Linked DNA regions of Sus scrofa: all the other regions are linked to region 1. A link is a contact called in public HiChIP or PLAC-seq and promoter capture Hi-C data. All regions are on one chromosome and are shown on one strand. Each heading gives the region's core, a stretch centred on a gene start, on an enhancer-like site or on the middle of the called end of the contact. The rest is flanking DNA. Distances are from core to core; before and after follow the strand shown.

Evidence for each region. Promoter capture Hi-C pulls out the DNA fragments that hold promoters and counts their contacts. HiChIP or PLAC-seq counts read pairs in DNA pulled down with a chosen protein or histone mark.
Region 2: a contact with region 1 is called in a promoter capture Hi-C map of fetal skeletal muscle, with 4 times the contacts expected there. The contact joins the promoter of TNFRSF13C here to the promoter of SNU13 in region 1. A contact is called at or near these places in 2 of 5 promoter capture datasets (fetal skeletal muscle and liver), 4 of 47 Hi-C or Micro-C datasets (adipose tissue, liver, mesenteric adipose tissue and 1 more) and 1 of 2 datasets of contacts at active chromatin or transcription factors (skeletal muscle).
Region 3: a contact with region 1 is called in an H3K27ac HiChIP or PLAC-seq map of skeletal muscle. The contact joins the promoter of CENPM here to the promoter of SNU13 in region 1. A contact is called at or near these places in 3 of 5 promoter capture datasets (fetal liver, fetal skeletal muscle and liver), 2 of 47 Hi-C or Micro-C datasets (blood and mesenteric adipose tissue) and 2 of 2 datasets of contacts at active chromatin or transcription factors (alveolar macrophages and skeletal muscle).

What each region holds. Positions count from the first base shown.
Region 1 is chr5:6,889,756-6,893,666 of Sscrofa11.1, forward strand. It overlaps SNU13 (small nuclear ribonucleoprotein 13), which reads left to right and starts at 1,259. Exons shown (of 3, transcript NM_001190226.1): 1 at 1,259-1,380. The coding sequence starts at 1,378.
Region 2 is chr5:6,698,337-6,702,502 of Sscrofa11.1, forward strand. TNFRSF13C (tumor necrosis factor receptor superfamily member 13C) reads left to right here and starts at 1,476. Exons shown (of 3, transcript XM_021091440.1): 1 at 1,476-1,723; 2 at 2,070-2,309; 3 at 2,845-4,166. The coding sequence starts at 1,588. The coding sequence ends at 3,026.
Region 3 is chr5:6,676,115-6,680,392 of Sscrofa11.1, forward strand. It overlaps CENPM (centromere protein M), which reads left to right and starts at 1,638. Exons shown (of 6, transcript NM_001159305.1): 1 at 1,638-1,750; 2 at 2,306-2,385. The coding sequence starts at 1,694.

The sequences.
Region 1 (3,911 bases), core at 9-2,508:
CGTGCTAGGCCAGAAGAAAATGGGCGTCCGAGACATTATCAAATTCAACCCGACAGAAATGCAAGCCCATCCTCAAATCTGCTTTTCTTCCTGAATTCCCTACTCAATAGACTCCATTTCTGATGGACTCCACTCTTCATCTGCGGCATGTGGAAGTTTCCAGGCTAGGGGTTGAATCAGAGTTGGAGCTGTGGGCCTTGGCCACAGCCATGCCAGATCCAAGATGCTTATGCGACCTGCACCACAGCTCACCACACTGCCAGATCCTTAATCCACTGAGCAAGGCCAGGGATCAAACCCGAGTCCTCATGGATATTATTCGGGTTCATTACCACTGACCCACAAGGGGAACTCTTTTTTTTTTTTTGGCTGCACCCAGGGCATGTGGGAATTCCTGGGCCAGAGATGGAACCTGTGCCACAGCATTGAACCAAGCCGCAGCAGGGACAATGCCAGATCCTAATTAACTCGCTGAGCCATCAAGGAAGTCCCCAACCAGAAATTTCAACAAGGACATCTGAATATGAAGAAAAACATTTAGGGGAGTTCCCTTGTGGCTCAGCAGGCTAAGAGGCAGCATTAACACTGCAAAGGCTCAGGCCACTGCTGTGGTACATGTTCCATCCCCGGCCCAGGAACTTGTACGTGCTGCAGTGCGGCCAAAAAGAAAGAAAGATAAAAAGAAAAACATTTAGGATTATCCATCATTATCTCCATAAATTTCCTTTACCGGTATAGGGTCAAAAATATGATTTTAAAAGCACAAGAGGAATTCCCGTAGTGGCACAGTGGAAAGGAATCCGAGGTTGCCAGTTCAGTCCCTGGCCTCGCTCAGTTGGTTAAGGATCCCCACGTTGCCTTGAGCTGTGGTGTAGGTCACAGACGCGGCTCGGGTCTGATGTGGCTATGACTGTGGCGTAGTCCAGCAGCTATAGCTCCCATTGGACCCCTAGCCCCGGAACCTCCATATGCCGCGGGTGCGGCCCTAAAAAGCAAAAAAAAACAAAAAACAAAAAACAAAAGAATGTGCTCAAAAATAAACTAGCAATGGAACGACGACTCCATTGAAACTCTTTGATTTTTTTTAGAAATGTTCAATTCACTGTTTCTGCCAAGTATGTATAGTAGAATGACAACTTTTTCTTTTTTAGAACATGATTTTTTAAAAGCAAAATGTGATCCCTCGGCCAGAACTCAACTCTTTCCCCGCCGGGGCCCCTTAAGGAGCGTGACCCCGCCTCTTGGTGACGTCACTTCCGCTTCCTGCCGCGCGCGAGGCCATTTCCACTCCTCTACAATTTTCCGCGGTGGTGAACGTTCGCGCTCTGACGTCTCCTGTGCTCCTAGAGGAGTGACGGACACATCGGCACCGCAGCCATGGTAAGAGCGTGCGCTTGGCCTAAGGGCCGGGAAGTGGGAGACTCGGGTTCGGTTCTTTCACTAGTTGTCCGGGGCTGAGAACGTGCGCGGTCTCGCCCAACCCGCCCCGGCTTAGAGCTCCGGCGGCCGCGCAGTCCCAAGCTCTGCCTTTTCTTCTGGTCCGAGGTTAGAACTCTGGAAGCCTCAGGTTCCCAACTGCTGTGAAAGGGGTGCTTTGTAGCAGTCTGTGCTCCCGGCCAGAGGCGTGCGGTGAGCTCAGGGGCAGAACCCGACCTGGGAGAAAGACCAAGAGCAACCCACGTGGGAAAGAGTAGAAAGTTAGGTGAGAAAACTTGGCTCCATGTGCTTTATTTTCCTTTTGTGGGGGTCGCTAGTGGAACGCTGGATTTGGATCATCCTCCCCTACCCCACTTCCCTACTGATGATGTTCAGGAGAAGGAGGTCTCCAGGCGTCCATGCCTGGTACCCGCCGCGAGTTACATGTGCCACAGATTAAAGGACCTTTTGGTGTTTGGAGGCTGTGGGAAATGCGGAATGACCCTGAACCCAGACTGGAATGCAGGAAAGACTCCTGCGAGGCGCTAGCCTCAGAATCAGAAGTCCTAGTAGCACCACGTGCGGTTTCCCCAGAACTCTCGTTGTTCAACTTTTTAATCGGATTGTGTGGCCTGGTAGCTAGTTTGGGTTGGCACTTAGTAAGGAGAGAAGAGTTGGTAAAGCACTTTCACTTCTATAATGAGGTTTAATCCTTTCAACGGATCTTGGATCCCAGCAGGTATCTTCCCAAAAGGCTTCCCCCCACCCACCTCATCCCCATTTTGAAGCTAAGTGTCTGAGCCTAGAACTTGAAGCTTCTGAACCACTACTCATCTTCCGCCGTTCCGTGGACAGTTTTGTAAAGTTTTGGAATTGAGTGACCTCGGGTCGAAGTTAAGAATAATTTACTTCAACTGTAAAATGGGATAACAATGTAAGGGGATTAAATTATGTGATGTAATGCATGTTACACACCTAGTCCTAATGCTTGGTATGGAGAGAATGAGCACTTGCTATTTGTTGCTAAATCAAAACCTTTCAGATTTCATATTTTTTTATTTTTTGGCTGCACTATTTTTTGGCATGCAGAAGTTCCTGGGCTAGGAATTGAACCTGCACTACAGCCCAAGCCAGATCCTTAACCCACTGTGCCCCAAGCAGACTCCAAAACCTTGCAAATTTTGGCTGTCTGGTGTACAGGAAGATAAAAGCTATCAAGTTAGGGATTAAAGCTGCAGTAGGATTTTATTCATTCACTCATTTAATTAAAATTTGAGAAAGTTAAAAGGTGAGGGAGTTCCCATTGTGGCACAGCAGAAGCGAATCTGACTAGTATCCATGAGGATGCGGTTTCATCCCTGGCCTTGCTCAGTGGGTTAAGGATCTGGTGTTGCCATGAATTGTGGTGTAGGTTGCAGACCTGGCTCAGAGCTGGCGTTGCTGTGGCTATGGTGTATGCCAGCAGCTGTAGCTCCGACTGGAACCCTAGCCTGGGAACTTCCATATGCCATGGTGTTTGGCCCTAAAAAGCAAAAAAAAAAAAAAAAAAAGGTTGAAAGGTGAATGAATACACAGTAAGCAAATTTCAGTTGCTATTTATAAGCTGGATAGTTTGGCTTTATAGTTGAGCAAACTTTTTATTGTTGTTGACTGGCTTCTCTTTGATCATTGTTGGGGGTCCAGAAGCCTCTCTCCCTTTCTTGTGTGTTTGATGTTTATAGAGAGTTGAGAATGCTAATTTCCAGATATGGGGTATTAGAAAACAGCAGTAAACATACCCGACATTTATAAAAGTACATTTATGAGGAGTGGCTGGAGTTAAAGTTTTGCTGGATTTCCCTTGTGGCACAGCTGGGTGAGGATTGGTGTTGTCACTGCAGCAGCTCAGGTCCCTGCTGTGGCTCGGGTTTGATCCCTAGCCAGAGAACTTTCACATGCCACAGGTACAGCCTGTGTTTAAGAAGGTGGCAGGGAGTTCCCGTCGTGGCACAGTGGTTAACGAATCCGACTAGGAACTATGAGGTTGCCGGTTCGGTCTCTGCCCTTGCTCAGTGGGTTAAAGATCCAGCGTTGCCGTGAGCTGTGGTGTAGGTCGCAGACGAGGCTCGGATCCCGCGTTGCTGTGGCTCTGGCGTAGGCTGGTGGCTACAGCTCCAATTAGACCCCTAGCCTGGGAACCTCCATATGCCGCAGCAGTGGCCCAAGAAATAGCAAAAAGACAAAAAAAGAAGAAGAAGGTGGCAGTATTGACAAGCATTAAATTTTGAAAAGTTAGGTATACAAGTTGTCTCATAGGTAGCCACCAAAAGAATAAAGATGATTAACTCCAAACTATTAGAGGGGAAAATGGGAGGAAAAAAACTTAAAGGGAGGAAAGAGAAAAAAAGAAACAGGTAGGACAAATAGAAGGCACAAAAAAGGGGAGATCTGGACAATGCTGCAGTTAAGAGACAGGTTAGGGTTCTCTTGTGGTGCAATGGGTTAAGGAGCCGATG
Region 2 (4,166 bases), core at 226-2,725, 190 kb before region 1:
AACAGCTGCTGGCTGCTCCCTGGCCCTGAGTCATGGGGGAGCCTCCTTGCTACTCCACTCACCCTGTCTCCAACCCCACAGCAGGGGGAACGTCCCTTCAAAGGCACAGCTCAGACCCTCTCCCCCACTCAGGTACCTCCTGGGGCTCCTCACTGCCCAGGGCTTATGGCTTGCGGCCTGGCCCGCCCAGCTGCAGCCTCAGTCTCTCTCCCTCGGCAGCACCTCTGGAGGCAGGGGCCAGGCCTGTCCCCAGAGTCGGCTTCCACTTTCCCAGCTCCTGCTTTTGCCCTCTGCCTAGAAGTTTCCCCTCCCCTCTGAGCTGCTGAAGATCTACTCCAGCCCCTAAGCCCCCTCCGTGCCCCAGGGACTGTCAGTCCTTCCGCTGTACACCCCCAGCCCTGAGTGCCCCAGGGTCTGGCCAGGCCCACCATGAGGCTCTAAGCCCGTGGTCCATGCTGAGGCTCTCTGCCAGCCCCTGCCCCGGGGGAGGGGGCAGCGGAAGTCCAGGAAGGCCCAGGGGGCTTGAGTGTCCGCCTGACACTCAGTGTGAGAGACAGGTGGGGCTTCCCCAAACACTGGCGAGTGGAGACACACAGAAGAGGCCCCACAGAGACACAGGCGAGCAGGCCAGGACACACACAGCCCTGGGAGGAGGAGGTGGGGTGGGTGGGCTGCCCACTTAGTGCCTACTGGGCCTGGGTCTGTCTGCTCATCTGTTGATCTGAGCCTCCCTCCTGCTTAGGATCTGGAGACCGAGCTGCCCCCGGTCTGTGCCCTCCACTCCAGCCAGCGGTTCTGACTGTGTCACTCCCTGCATGGCTCTCAAGTGCCCTTCTGGCCAGAATCCGAGCTTCTCTCAGTTAAGGCCCCAGCCCGGCCCTCTGGTTCCAGCATTCCCTGGCCTTCGTATTTGGCCCCCAGGCCCCTTGCTCACCCTGGGTGCCCCCCGCCCCCTGCGACCTCAGTTCAGCCAGCAAACACCTTATCATCTCCTCCACAAAGCCTTCCCGTGCCCTGTGGTACCACCTTCACTGATGCCATGCTGTGAGGTGTCGTCTCCCCCATCACCACCACCAGTGTGAGTCCCCTGGGGCTTGGTACCATGTGGGGGCCCTCAGGATGTCTTCGATGAACTGACCAGCTCTGCGGGAGAAGGGCAGGAGAGCTTCCCAGAGGAGGCAGCTGGGGGGAGATGGCTGGTGGGGAGCACCTGGGCCTATGGGCTGGCCTTGGGGGGCAGGGCAGAAGAGGCCTCCCCGAGGTCTGTGTCCTCTTCAGGGACCCATCCTCTGCTCCCCAAGGGCGGGCCCTTGTCTGAGCCCCAGCCTTGTCCCAGTGCCCAGCAGGGAGCCCGCCCCGTGGTTGTCTGGGGGTGATGGTTGAGTGGCTGAATGGAGGAACCACAGATAGAAGGTCTGGGGTGCTGAGGCCCTGGCTAAGAGTGGTCCCACCCCGTCCCACCCCAGCAGGCAGGAGGGCGGGGCGGGGCGGAGTGGGTGGCGGCCCCTCCCGGTTTCTTCCCCGTGGGGCAGCAGAGGCCAGACTCTGTCCCGGCAGGGTGTGCAGACAGGCCTGGGCTTTGGCAGCATGAGGCGAAGGGCGAGGAGTCTGAGGGGCAGGGACGGGCCGGTCCCCACGCAGTGCCTGCAGACCCAGTGCTTCGACTTGCTGGTGCGCAACTGCGTGGCCTGCAGCCTCCTCCGCACGCCCGATCCTGGACCGGGTAAGCGTTACCCGGCTCTGGCCGTTGGAGCGCCAGGGCAGCCCTGGTGGAGGGAAGGAGGGTCCTGCCACCGAGGCTCGTGCCCCGCCAGAGCCGCAGGCATGGCCCGCACCTGCCCAGGACCCGGGCTGGGGCATCAGTTAACGGGGGGCTGTGGGCTGGAGCCTGAGTGGCTCAGCCATGCGGGCTGCGGGCTGGAGCCTGCGCGCGGCCGTGGCCCCTCCTGCTCCCCCCCCCCCACCGGCTGTCCCTCCCCTCCCGTCCCAGCCTCTCCTCCCTCCGACCTTCCCCTACCCTCTCTTCCCTCCCCTCTGCCCCTGACCTCCCTCTCCGTCCCCTCCAGCAGGCGGCCCGAGCAGCCTGGCTCCCGGGACGGCGCTGCAGCCGCAGGAGTCGGTGGGGCCCGGGGCCGCCGAGGCCGAGGCCGCGCTGCCACTCCCGGCGCTGCTCCTGGGCGCCCCCGCGCTGCTGGGCCTGGCGCTGGCCCTGGTCCTGCTGGGCCTGGTGAGCTGGAGGCGCCGCAGGCAACGGCCCCGCGCCTCGGCTGCCCCGGAGGCCCCGGAAGCCCTGGACGGAGACCAGGACGGTACGTTCCCCGTCTAGAGGAACCGAGAGGCACTGTCCAGCCCGGGAAGGTCCGGCCCTGGGGGACGGGGGCCGTCGGAGGGGACACATGGCCCTGGCGGGCTAGGGGCCCTGGGAAGGGGGTCTGAAGCCAGGCAGATGGAGGGGGCGGCGAGGGGCGCCGTCTGAGATCTCAGGCTGAGCGGGGAGCAGCGGCCCTGCCCAGGGTCCCGGCCTGGTGAGCGCCTGAGTGAGGAAGACGCGGGCTGGGGGCCCGGGGGAGGGAGGGGTCGTCCTGCCCTCGCTCCGGGAAGGCCAAACTGACCCCCACGCCTCCTCTCCCAGTGTCAGCACTGCCACTGCGCAAACCCTCCCAGCACTTCCGGTCCCGAGGGCCCATCATGTGCCACCCTCCCCCTCCCCACCGCCGCCTAGGGGCTTCCTCGCCTGACTTCTCTCAGAAGTCGGAGGGCTCTCTCTCCGGGGAGGTTCCAGAAACGGGATGGCGGAAGGCTGTGACCCAATCCTGACCCTGCACCCCCCCACCCCCCAACCAGGGCCCCTGGATAATGACATCGTCCCCTCTCCTGGAACCCTGGATGCCACTGCTCCCATCTGGCTTCCACCCAGCGAAGACTCAGCCACCACCCCACCTGCCCACAGCGTCCCTGTGCCAGCCACGGAGCTGGGTTCCACTGAGCTGGTGACCACCAAGACGGCCGGCCCTGAGCAGCAGTAGCGATGGAGGGGACAGGAGGCTGCCCTCAGGCAGAGGCTTGGAGGTTGAATTCGGCTCCTCTCCCCTGGTCCCACCTGCTTCTTTACTGAGAGTCAAGCTGCTCCCGGGCTCATCCTGCAGAACTATAGGCGCTGCAGACACAGGGTTCGGACTACATGGGATCCTATGGCGTGTTCGCATTTGGCTTAAAATCAGACTATCTTTGGCAGCCCTCAAAGCCTGAGCTATGTGCCTTTGAGGGGTTGGGCACCCTGAGTAGGCGTTTTTCTTTAAGCATGGGGAAGCCACCATCAGCCAAAATGAATCTAGGAGAAGGATCAAGTGGGAGGATGCCTAATTTGTGGCTGTATGTTGTATTTAATACTTGCTCTCAGAGTCGTTCTGCTTTTAAACTGATGCCAATGACAGCAATGAGTAACCAACTGACCCTTTGGGATTTCGCACAAGGTAATTCTAAGAAATAGCCTGGATTGTCCTGATTCTTTGGCACCTGTACCCTAGGGTCAGCCCTGAGTTTGACCCAACCTGCTAGAACTTACGATGCCAGCTTTACCCTGGTGGCCGCTTCCAGAACCCCAGGCTCACACTTGGGAGGAAGTCTACAGCTTCTGGGGCTGGACTGCAAATTCACACCGAAGGTACCCTGGCAGGCCTCTCCATCAGAGACCACCTGGAGTCCTAGCCGCCTCCAGAGCACTCTGAGCTGTACACAGGGCAGGGCCCAAGACCTGCAGGAGGCTCTTTTGTTCAGAGGCCAGGGCAGGCCTGTAGCCTTGAACCAGCTGGACCTGATATCCCTTGAGCTCCCTTCTGTGGCCTGTCCTCCTCAAGTGCTCAGGTCACTTGGCCATTCTGTGCCAGCTCCCTGCAGTCACCCATCATCCCAGTGGAACTGTTCCTCGGACACTGGTGCCCCTTGCCCTGGAGAGTGGAGCTGAGACCATCTCTTCCAGTTCTGGACCACACTGTGAACTCAGCTGGCCACTGACTCTCCTGCTGGCCCTCCTACACAGAGTTAGAAACAGTTGACCCGGACTTCACCCTGGACAGTGCCATGGAACTTGTCACAGTTTAGCACCCCCGGAAGGGGCACTGGACGGCGAGTCAGAAGATGGGACCCTGGGTACCAGTTTGTTCCAC
Region 3 (4,278 bases), core at 388-2,887, 210 kb before region 1:
CTCAGCCCCTCCTGGAAAATGCTGACCAGTGTCCAAAGTCTTTCCTAGACTCTCTAAGGGCCTCAGTCACCTGACCCTCGATCCCTCCTCTAGCCTCACCTCCACCTGCTTTAGCCACGGGCCTCCTTGCTGCCCCTCAGAAGTGTCAGCAATGCTCCCTGCTTGGGGTCTTAGCACTTGCTGCTCCTTCTGCCTGAGTCCTCTTCACTGCATTTAACGGGCTCCTCTTTCACTCATTCATCACCTTCTTAGCAGGTTCTCCTCTGACCTAAACTGGCTCCTCCTGGAGTTCCCATTGTGGCTCAGTGGGTTAAAGACCTGATGTAGTCTCTGTGAGGATGTGGGAATGATCCCTGGCCTCACTCAGTGGATTAAGGATCTGGCGTTATTGTGAGCTGTGGCGTAGCTGTGGCTCGGATCCTGTGTTGCTGTGGCTGTGGTACAGGCTGGCAGAGGCAGCTCTGATTCGACCCCTAGCCTGGAAACTTCCATATGCTTCACCTGCAGCCCTAAAAAAGCAAAAGAAAGAAGAAAAAAAGAAACTCCCCTCTGATAAAGTGACATTGCAGCAGAAACACAAAGATAGGAAATAAACAAAATGACTATTTGGGAGAAGAGCATTTCAGCCAGAGGGAACCCTGGGCGGCGGAGGTCCTGGAGCTGACATTGCAGGGAAAAGAGCAGAAGATCACACGAGTCTCAAAGGCCATGTAAGGCTTTTGCAGTATACTCTGAGTGAAAGGGGAACTATTGGTGGGTTTTGACCAGAGAAGTATCTGCTTTGATTTGTTTTGAAAGGATAACTCTGACTGCTGCGTGAAGAATAGCTAGTAGCCTTGGAGACCAGGGTGGTAGCAGGGAGACAGTGAGAAGGCTGTTAGAATAGACTGGAAGAGAAATAACTGGGGCTTATCCTGGTGGGGGAGTGGGGGTGGTGAGAGATGGTCAGCTTCTAGATGCCTCTTTCTTTCTTCCTTCCTTTCTTTCTTGTTCTTGTTGCTTTTTATGGCCACACCCGCGGCATAAGGAGGTTCTCAGACTAGGGGTCCAATCGGAGCTCCAGCGGCTGGCCTACGCCACAGCCACAGCAGCAACACATCCAAGCCAGGTCTGCGACCTACACCAGACCTCACAGCAACACCGGATCCTTAAGCCACTGAGCGGGGCCAGGGATAGAACCCACAAGCTCGTGGATACTAGTTGGATTCATTTCTGCTGCGCCACAACAAAACCCCCCAGCTGTCTTTTAAGAACAGAACCCACAGGCTTGCTTACAGATTGGATGGGAGGTGCAGAGAAGAGGAGCCAAGAATGACCCAAGGTTTTGCTCGGAACAGCTGCACAATAGAGATGGAGAAGATGAGGGAAGGACAGGTTTGGAAGGCATCAGGAGTACTACAAATGCAGGATGAATGAACGAAAATGAATGAATGAATCACTGAATGTCTTCTTTCTCCCAGGACTGAAATAAAAGTCCTCTCGCTCAGGGAGCGCTTTATGTGCCCAGGGCCAGCGCTGGAACGTCCCCCTCAGAAAAGCAGGTAGCGGTTCCTTTAAGGAGGCCTCGTCCTGCCCCCAAGAAGCCCCGCCCGGGAAATGTCACGTGACCCTTGGTCTCGCAGTAGAGGCGGAACACCGGGCGGTTTGAAAGCCCGGCGCGCACCGCGGGAGCGGCGGTTCGCCTGTCATTGCGATGTCGGTGTTGCGGCCGATGGACAAGCTGCCGGGCCTGAACACGGCCACCATATTGGTAGGCGTCAACAGCCGCGACTCCCCCGCCCGCCCTTCCTCCTAAGCTGCGCCTCCGCTCTCCGAGCTCTCCGAGGTGCCTGGCGCGGGCTATTCTGGCAGGGGTGTGGTGGGCGGGAGAGTCACGCTCTGAACCAATCGGAATAGCGGTCCTCTTGAGGCCGAGGGACGTGTCCACCAATAAGTGCGCGGCAGACTCTTTCCCAGTTTCTGATTGGTGGGACGGATGGGCGGGGAGACCGCGCGCGGCGGGGTGCGGGGTGTGAGGTGTCCAAGACTTGGTTTTCCTGCGTGGCGGGGTCTGGCCTCCCGGAGAGACGAGGCCATCCGAGGGAGGGTCCGGAGAGGTCGTGAGTGCAGACCGGACAGGACCGGAGCAGGTGCCAACCTCTGATCCTCACCCGTGCCTTCTGTAGTCGTCTCGGTAAAGGGCGCCTCGCGTGCTGGAGCCGGAATCTTGGGGTGCAGCTGTCTTGAGTCTGTGGCCTGATCCCCAGGCCCTCTAGCGGGACTGCTATGCCCTGGTATCAGTCCGTCGCCTTTGCTCTCTGCGCAGCTGGTGGGCACAGAGGATGCTCTTCTGCAGCAGCTGGCCGATTCGATGCTCAAGGAGGACTGTGCCTCGGAGCTGAAGGTGTAAGTAACCTTATGCCCAGGGTGTCCGATCGCTGACCTGGGCGCGAGGGAGAGCGAGGTGGGGGTGAGGGGACCGCCAGAGAGGCGGGCGCCAACCTCTGGGCGCCCTAACGCGTGATCTGGCCCCGATTAAGGTATCCTACACCACTCTCTGTCACACACTTGTTCTACTTTTCTCTAGCACTTGGCACCGTAAGAAATTTCCTTGTTCTCTGGTTTGTTTACTTGTTAACAGTCTGCCACCCTGAGGGACCCCAAGGTCAGCCCCCTTGAGGACAGGGACTTTGACGTTCGCTCCCTGGGGATTCCCCAGTGCCTTGACCAGTACGTGGTACCAAGTAGATGCTCACACAACCCCCAAATTTGGAGAAAAGCTGACTGAAAAGTTTATTTTGTTTCCTTTTTCTAAATGAAAAAGAGTAGAAACAGCTGCTGAGGGGAGTCAAGTGACTGAATGTGTGTGGGTGTTATTCTCCTGATAGAAAGATAGCTCCAGGGCTCTATACTGAAGGAGAATGATCCTGATCTAGAGGGTATTTCCTGTATGGGAATTGGAAATGCCCCCTTACTAGTTAGAATAAGAACATAACCTTCCCCTTGAAATAAAGATTGTTCATAGGTCCATCTGTGCTCTGCCTATCTTGCCAGGCTCTTAGGCTGTAGAACATCAAACACATAACCACAAACCTCAAACCCATAGCTCAGAAATAGGAAAGGATTAAAAACAAAAGTAGTTTAATTAGCATCAGAGTAAATGGAAAATATGGGCACAGTTGCCTACCTTGAGCGAGACGGAAAGAAGTGTCATGGAAACCATTGCCAAAAAAGAGCAAGTCACATGGCATGCAAAAATCGGAAGAGGAAACCCCTCTGGAAAGAGGAGAACAAGTCTTTTTGAGTGCTTTTTGCCACTGAGACATTTAATAAGAATGCGGATTTTTAAAAGACGCATTCAAAGCCAAGTGATAACACAACAGAATGAGAGGAAAAGAGAGGTTTCAGAGCTAAGGGCAAAAAAAGATCAAAAAGAATACCATATAAGATCTATCTAATAAATATATAGAAACAACAAGGAGTAGAGAAGACTTGGTTGAAAACTTAATTATTTACAAAGACGAAAGATTTGAGAAGGTCACAGCAAAAGAGTTCAAAGTGTAATAGAAGAAAACTATTCCCAGGGTACGTATATCTTATTGCAGGAAAGGTGGATACAGAACACTTCCTGCAAGTTATAGCTTACCTAAGTCATTGAACCTCAAGAGTAAATAACTCTTCAGACTTTTAGGCAGGAAAAGCAAACCACCCATAAAGTCATCTGTTCATTCCATTGCCAGATATTTCCAGTTCTCTGCTATTTGGAGCATTTGGCAGGAAGCAGAATTGCACTTTTTTTTTTTTTTTTTTTTTTTTTTTTAGGGCCACACCTGTGGCATAAGGAAGTTCCCAGGCTAGGGGTCCAATCAGACCTGCAGCCCCTGGCCTATCCCATAGCCACAGCAATGCCAGATCCAAGCCTCATCTTTGACCTACACCATAGCTCACAGCAACGCCGGATCCTTTAACCCACAGAGCAAGGCTGGGAATCTAACCAGGATCCTCATGGGTACTAGTCAGGTTTGTCACCACTGAGCTACAAAGCGAACTCCCAGGATTGCACTTTTCGACCTTTTATGGTTATTGGAACCCTGTGACTGATTCTGGCCAATGAGTTGTGAGCAAGAAAATGATTGTCTCTTAATTGCTAAAGTATTTAATTGCCCATGAGAGACACTCCTCAGTACCCTTTTCTGCTCCCTTGGCAACCAGCAATGTTCTAGAGTGGCAGCTGAAGCTGCCTTCATCAGCCGAAGCCCAAAGTTATGGTTAGAGCAAAATATAAATGTATATAACAAC